Regions from separate parts of the Mus musculus genome. Here region 2 is linked to region 1. The links are chromatin contacts, called in public promoter capture Hi-C maps. All regions are on one chromosome and are shown on one strand. Each heading gives the region's core, a stretch centred on a gene start, on an enhancer-like site or on the middle of the called end of the contact. The rest is flanking DNA. Distances are from core to core; before and after follow the strand shown.

Evidence for each region. Promoter capture Hi-C pulls out the DNA fragments that hold promoters and counts their contacts.
Region 2: a contact with region 1 is called in a promoter capture Hi-C map of liver, with 5 times the contacts expected there. The contact joins the promoter of AW495222 here to the enhancer-like site in region 1. A contact is called at or near these places in 6 of 39 promoter capture datasets (embryonic stem cells, hippocampal neurons, liver and 2 more), 1 of 15 datasets of contacts at CTCF or cohesin (embryonic stem cells), 15 of 484 Hi-C or Micro-C datasets (the HPC-7 cell line, embryonic stem cells, liver and 1 more), 6 of 115 datasets of contacts at active chromatin or transcription factors (embryonic stem cells, hepatocytes and liver) and 2 of 9 other capture datasets (adipose tissue and liver).

Annotation. Positions count from the first base shown.
Region 1 is chr13:93,652,374-93,656,070 of GRCm38.p6, reverse strand. No RefSeq gene overlaps it. Among named protein-coding and RNA genes, the nearest start is that of Bhmt, 16 kb to the right of the region's middle. Within about 2 kb of position 1,855, at least 7 of the 459 cell types and tissues checked have an H3K27ac peak or open chromatin away from gene starts, as enhancers often do. A contact at or near this core is called in hepatocytes and liver, where this site is marked.
Region 2 is chr13:93,716,970-93,720,427 of GRCm38.p6, reverse strand. It overlaps AW495222 (expressed sequence AW495222), which reads left to right and starts at 1,253. Exons shown (of 3, transcript NR_045086.2): 1 at 1,253-1,544. It overlaps Dmgdh (dimethylglycine dehydrogenase precursor), which reads right to left. Exons shown (of 16, transcript NM_028772.3): 13 at 2,716-2,873.

The sequences.
Region 1 (3,697 bases), core at 606-3,105:
CTGACATCCTGTGTTCTAAGTGGTAAACAAATAATCTGCGCATGTGCCAAGGGTAGTTCTCCACTCCATGTGCTCTGCCTTCCCCGTGACGACAACTCGGCCGATGGGCTGCAGCCAATCAGGGAGCGACACGTCCTAGGCGGAGGATAATTCTCCTTAAAAGGGACGGGGTTTCATCATTCTCTCTCTTGCTCTTGCTCTCTTGCGCTCTGGCTCCTAAAGATGTAAGCAATAGAGCTCTTGCTCTTGCTCTCTTGCGCTCTGGCTCCTAAAGATGTAAGCAATAGAGCTCTTGCTCTCTTGCTCTCTTGCTCCTGAAGATGTAAGCAATAAAGCTTTTGCCGCAGAAGATTCCGGTTTGTTGCGTTCTTCCTGGCCGGTCGCGGCGTGTAAGAGTATTGTCGCGCCTGCTCTCGACCAGCAAGAACGACGCGACCACCAGTCCTTCTAACAGCAGTTTATTCAGTCCTGATTCTTCTTGTTTATATCTCCCCCGAACCCTGGGCCTCTCACTCCTTTTATACTCTCTCTCATCCACGAACTGCAGGCCACGCCCCCTCGCCAGTCAGCTAATCAGGGCAGCAGGGGCAAATCTCCACCAAATTGGATTCACCTGTATCCTGGTACACCTGCGCAGCACTCAAGATGTTTGTGTCTTATATGAGGAAGTCAGGTGCAAGTCATATGACTTAGCTGCAGTCCCTGGCGCCTTTGGGACTGCTGCCACACCCGCTCCCCACATATAAAGTATGTAGTTTAAGGTCTTTTTTTTAATCACCTTCCTTGAGACTGAATCAATCCTTCAGTGCTGATGTCACTGTTTCAATAATGCTAATGACCTGGGGTTCTTTCACCTGTACCACCTGGCAGAATGCTAGCTGATGCAGTTAGACCGTGATTAGCCATAATCATATCAGGGCCTTGGAGTCCTTGAGGGTGACCAGTCTAAGCCGCAGATAGGATGCCTGACTCTCATCTATTTATTTTAATGAGTACACACTAGCTGTCTTCAGACACACCAGAAGAGGGCGTCAGATTCTATTACAGATGGTTGGGAGCCACCATGTGGTTACTGGGAATTGAACTCAGGACCTCTGGAAGAGCAGTCAGTGCTCTTAACCACTGAGCCATCTCTCCAGCCCTGGCACATCTCATTCTTAGAAAGTAACTTCACAGTAATCAGAAGTCAGCTCACTACAACATTCACTTGGTCCAAACATTAGGCTTTGAAAATCCATAGAGCAGGCTACTGTCCTTTCCATCCAGTAACTCTTTCTACTCAAAGATAGCCCTCAGAGAGCTTGGAGAGGTGACTCTGCAGTTAAAAGCCTGCTCTACGTTGGTAGAGGACCTTAGTTCGATTCCCAGCACCCTCAGGGTGGATTATGGCTGCCTGTTAGTCTAGTCCCAGGGGATCCTATGCTCTCTTCTTGCCTCTTCAGGCTCTTACACACATATGGTGCACAAAGACTAACTCAGGCTCACACACATAAATAGTAATAATAAAAAAATAAATCCTACTGGACGTGGTGGTGCCCGCCTTTAATCCCAGCACTCGGGAGGCAGAGGCAGGCAGATTTCTGAGTTTGAGGCCAGCCTGGTCTACAAAGTGAGTTCCAGGACAGCCAGGGCTATACAGAGAAACCCTGTCTCAAAAAACCAAAACAAAAAAAAACTGGCATATGTCTGGCATATGCTAGACATGCACTGTCCATTTACTGTGCCGTGTGTGTGTGTGTGTGTGTGTGTGTGTGTGTGTGTGTGTGTGTGTTCGAGCAGGGTTGGAGTCCCCTTGTCCTTGTGCTGGCTCACCATGGATCAAAGCCTCTGCCTGTGTCCGTGCATGAGATTCAACCCTCACTCCATTGTGGCCTTGCTGAATACATTAAGGTTCTGTGAAGACGGAAGCATATGGCAATATTAGAAGAGAGAGTAGAGAGGCTACGTGGGGGAAGGGCTGTCCCTTCTGGGGTCTGCACAGCCCTTTCATTTAGTTCTGTAGCTTTAGGTATGGGAACATTGTAACAAGTCTAAAAATCGGCTGGTGTACAGTAGATGGTGAAGATGTGTTTTTAAGTCTAGGTCCATCACCCTATAAAAAGAGGAAAATCAGTTGGGACCCAAAATAGCAGAGAATAGCTCATTTAGACCTTATGAAGGTATAAGGCCATGCATCAGCTTTCCAGCTGTGACAGCTGCAGAAGTGTTTGGAATGGGACCATCCCAGAAATACCTCCCGACAAGGGACAATGCTAAGAAAATGAAGCTTAGTTGTCCAGAAGGAACAGGGGAAGAGGAGGGTAACAAGGAAGACTGGTCTGAGCAGCCTGTGCTTTGTACTCCCACGATGAACCAGGGCAGAGCCACTGAAAATTAGGTCAAGAAGACTGTTGGATAAGCTGGCCTTACGGGACTTTGTGTCTGATGATGTGTAGTTGGAACATTATTGATAGGACAAAAGTCATCTCACATTGTTAAACATGCAGCTCTCACTTGGAGTATAGGGTTTCGGTGGCCTTGCCGAAGATGTCAGTGACACTAGAGTTGATAAGACTCCCAAGAGATAAGCAGACACACCAGTAAAGTGTGGGTGTTTTGGGTGCTAACCAGGCACTCTACTCTTGAGCTACACCTCAGATCCACTAATTAAATGAAAAGGGAGTGTTTTGAGACGGTGCCCGATGGTGTAGTCCTGGCCAACCTTGAACTACTGATTCCTCTGAGTTAGCTTCCTGAGTCCTGAGATGACAGATATGCATCAGCACACCTGACTACAAACAGTCTTTTTTTTCTTTCCTTTTTTTTTTTTTTTTTTTGGTATTTTGAGACAGGGTTTCTCTGTATAGCCCTGGCTGTCCTGGAGCTCACTTTGTAGACCAGGCTGGCCTCAAACTCAGAAATCCACCTGCCTCTGCCTCCTGAGTACTGGGATTAAAGGTGTGCGCCACCACGCCCGGCTGACTACAAACATTCTTAAGGAATTGATTTTCTATGTGGAAAGACTGAAAAACTTATATATTGATTGAATCACAGTTTAAATAACAATAGAACATATTAGGGAAAAGAATTTCCACTCCATTAAAAAAAAAAAAAAGCAACCATAGGGCTGGAGAGAAGGCTCAGGGGTTAAGAGCACTGACTGCTCTTCCGAAGATCCTGAGTTCAAATCCTAGCAACCACATGGTGGCTCACAACCAACCATATGTAATGAGATCTGATGCTCTTTTCTTGGGTGTCTGAAGACAGCTACAGTGTACTTACATATAATAATAAATAAATCTTTTTTAAAAAGACAAAAACAAAACTATCCCTCTAAACAGTCTGAAACTTATCACAGCACTTCCTGCTGTATTCACCTTGTTCCAGAAGTGCTAGATAACCAATTTAGAGCATTTAAAATGTTGGAAAAGCAAAGATGAAAGCATTGTTCAGGCAGAAGAAATGGCTGTACAGAAAGACTATCCAAAACACTCTCATAGACTATAAGAGTCCAGTAATATGAGGATTGGTTTTTCTATATACAAAAACCCGTGCTCTTTTATACACACTTGACAACCCTTTTGCAAGTATAATGGGAAATATTATTTATTATACATAAAATAATAACTGTCTAGAAATAAAACTAACACATAAGAACTACTGAAGGAGATCAGGGAGATGCTGTCGTGAGATATTGAGTAAGACTTCCATAAATACG
Region 2 (3,458 bases), core at 4-2,503, 65 kb before region 1:
ACCACCACTCCCAGCAAGTACAGGGCGAGGGGAGATGAAGAGATTACTAAAACAGAAACAAACCCATTACCTTCACTCAGCAAATACTGGCAAACACTGGCTCCCACCTTGAGCTGATGCATAACAATGATAGAAACAGAGACATCACTTTCTTATATTAGTCTCCCCAGAATTAAGGACACTGGATGGTTTTTGAGTAAAGATTCTTTAAAAGACCAATTATGGACTAGTCTCTGAAGCAGTATTTTCCATTCAAATGAAGCCTTTGGCAAATGCTGTTATTTTTAAATATGGCAAACACAGAGACTGAACATTGGGTTGGTTTCCACTGCTCTTTTATTTTAAAGGTGTTAATGAATTTATCTGTTTTCATTGCGTGTACATGTATGTGTTCATGTCTGCGTGTGGGTGTGTGCAGGTGTGCTCTCCCAGAACTGAAGTAACGGGGCTGCCCATCGAGGATGCTGGGAACTGACCTCTGCTTCTCTGCAGGAGAAGCACACACAGTGCTCTTAACCACTGAGCCATCTCTCTGGCCTCCGATCTTTTACCTTAATAAATATTTGAAGGCTAGTACATGGTGTTTCACAAACAAGAATCTCATGTATGTTATGTAATAATTTTAATTACATAATTGTGTTTTTAAAAAAGTAACAAGTAACTTTGCTTAGCTTGCATTTAGCCATGAATGGGGGTAAAGAGGGGAAAGCAGGTGACAGAACACTGGCTTTTGCAGAGTTCTAGAAAGAAAACGGGAAGGGAGGATTAAAGCTCAGAACTAGCTGACTCGAGATAGGATGCATCAATTCAGGGGAAATCCAATATTTAGTTCTAAACCTGAATGAAGTTAGGGGGTTTTTATCACTGTTTTGTTTTTAAGGGGTTTTTGAAGATTCTAATTTATACGATGAGAACTGAGGGGAAATGAAAGAGATGAACTCAGGAGGAACTGCTAAATGTATAGAAATGGGAACAGAATACCTCGATGTACTCAGTTAAGTGTTAATGAGCAGAGGACCTTTCTGGAAGTCGGGTTTTTTGTTGTTCATTTCTTTATGGGAATGAGAACTGCCTGCTCTAACCTCCCAAAGAGTCGACATAAACTAGATAAACGTAAGACTACTTTACACCACATAAAAGTGTTCTCATATTTCCTAAATTAGTTTGAGTTACTCTGAAATTATTTTTCAGTCTGCCAAAATTAGAGATTTTTTTTTTCAGGGAAACAGAGCGACTTCGCCGATGTTTCTGCACTAGAGGGCGCTCTGGCACTGTTGGGAAAGAGGACCCTAAAATGGAGCCCAGGGAGAGGAAGCAGAAGGAAAAACAAAAAAACCAAAAACATCAGAAAAATTGAGGCTAGAATACAGCGATGTTTAACTCTCAAGGGGTGGCTTCTCTGTCCTTTTTCCTGAGCATGGGGACAAATTTGTTTTGTTTTCTGAGGGCAGCTGGCCTTGCCTGAGTCCTGGCTGTAAACTTGAGTTCGCTGCAGCAGGCAGGACCGGCTTCCTGCAAGCTTGCATCAATGAGAAGGCCCAAGGGTAAGTACCTGAGCTCTCAGGTTAACCTAGAAATTAACTGTATAGTGTGTTTGTTCGGCTCATTACTAACCATCTCTACGTCTGCGCTGATTCTTTAGGATAAATACTCCATTTTATAAGAGAGCAGGCCAGCCAGCCAAGAGTTAAGTAAAGGATAGATTTAAACCCCAGAGTCCCCACTCGGAAGCTCATGTTTACAATGGCCCCTAAAACGTCAGTTCTCTGTAAAAGTTAGGGTTTTGTTTCTCCCACAAGGTAAATAGGACCCTGGTCACAGGAATCTGGATGTTGGGGGCTCAATGAACCCAGTGAATGTATGCAAAATAAGAGTCGTGGTAAAGCTAAGTCATAGAACAAGGGCTTCTGGGAACGCGCATAGGGGCTTTATCTTGATGACAACAGTCAATGTGGGAAGACCCTTCATAATTGTGGACACCACATTCCCTGGGCAGGGGATCCTGGGTAAAGTGCAGGAAGCCAGTTAGCAGCTGTCCAGGGGCTTGCAATCATTTTAGACTATGGATGTGACATGACCAGTTCTCTCAAGCCACTGTCACTGTGACTTCCCCACTCTGAAGGACTGTAACCTGGACCTGTGAACTGAAAGAAACCCTTTCTCCCTGAATTCGCTTCTGTCAGGGTATTTTTTTCCCCCACAGAAACAGGAAGGAAACTAAGACAGAAGCAAAGCAGAATCAATGCATATAAAAATGTTGTGTAAGTGGTTAACAATTGTACACAGAGAAGCTCTTGATTCCCACTGGTGGGGAAGACTAGACCCACACACACGGGACCACTGTCCCTGTCCCTCAAAAGAAAAGGACATTAGTTCGCCTAAGGATGATTGTGAGAGGGAAATGAAACGTAACAGAGGGAAAGCAAGGATGTGAGAGGTGATACTCAGATCCTCTGGCGTGTGCCTGCCAGAAAATGTCTGGGGTTCACCACTAAGCAGGGGGAATTAAGGCAGAATAAACGTTACCCCCAAACCCAGTCAGTGCTCATCTGGAAAGCAGAGAGGCAGGGGAGTTCTTTCCCTACTCAAAGTCATTTAATGGCATTTGATTTCTCTTCTAGCTGGAACTGATAGTAGTAATGCTATGAAAACTAGTCTCCCAACATTAGATACAGTAAGGTAAGCATCCGTTAGTGAGGATGCTAGCATGCAAACCTCGGAGCCCCAGGCTCGGAAAGCCTTCTCCAGTCTCAAAGCGTTCAGGGCGTAAGTTCCAAAGTCGCCGATGCCCTCCTCCTGGCCGGCACTCATGATGCGCTCATAAAGCGTCGCAGAATCTTCTCGTCTGTGGTACAGCTCCCAGCCCAGCTCACCTGAAATGCACAGGCAGGGCCCACACAGGCATGAGAGTGGTGCTGGCAGGGCCTGCGCTCACATCCATTAACTAACACGTGTAGGAGAAAACCCCACCAGCACAAAGCAACCTTTGGTGGTCTTTAAAAGAACAGCTCACAAGGAGCAGTCAGTTCAGTGACCATTTGTGTGTAAGCCTGACTCCTGCACAGAGAGACTCCTGCACAGAGAGCAGTCAGATTCACTTTTTAGCCCGGACCCTGGCCCCATACGAGCCTCCAAAGTTTCCAGGGCAACGGTAGTAAACAACTAACACATGTTTTCACAGGGTTCGTCTGGGTATGGGAGGGCATCTGTGATCCCGACACTCAGAAAGCTGAGAGAGGTTTGTGAGCCCAGGGCCAGCCTTGGCTACTGAGACACTGTTTAAAAATAAAACACAACAAAATAACAACTTTAAAGAGGGTGAGGAGCAAGTTCAGACAGTACTTATCATGTGGGTAAGCACGAAGATCCAAGTTTGCCCGGAATTCACATTTTTAAAAAGCACACGCTGGAGGTCTGGGGCCGGGTAGGGTGCCCACAATGGCTCAATGGGTAAAGCC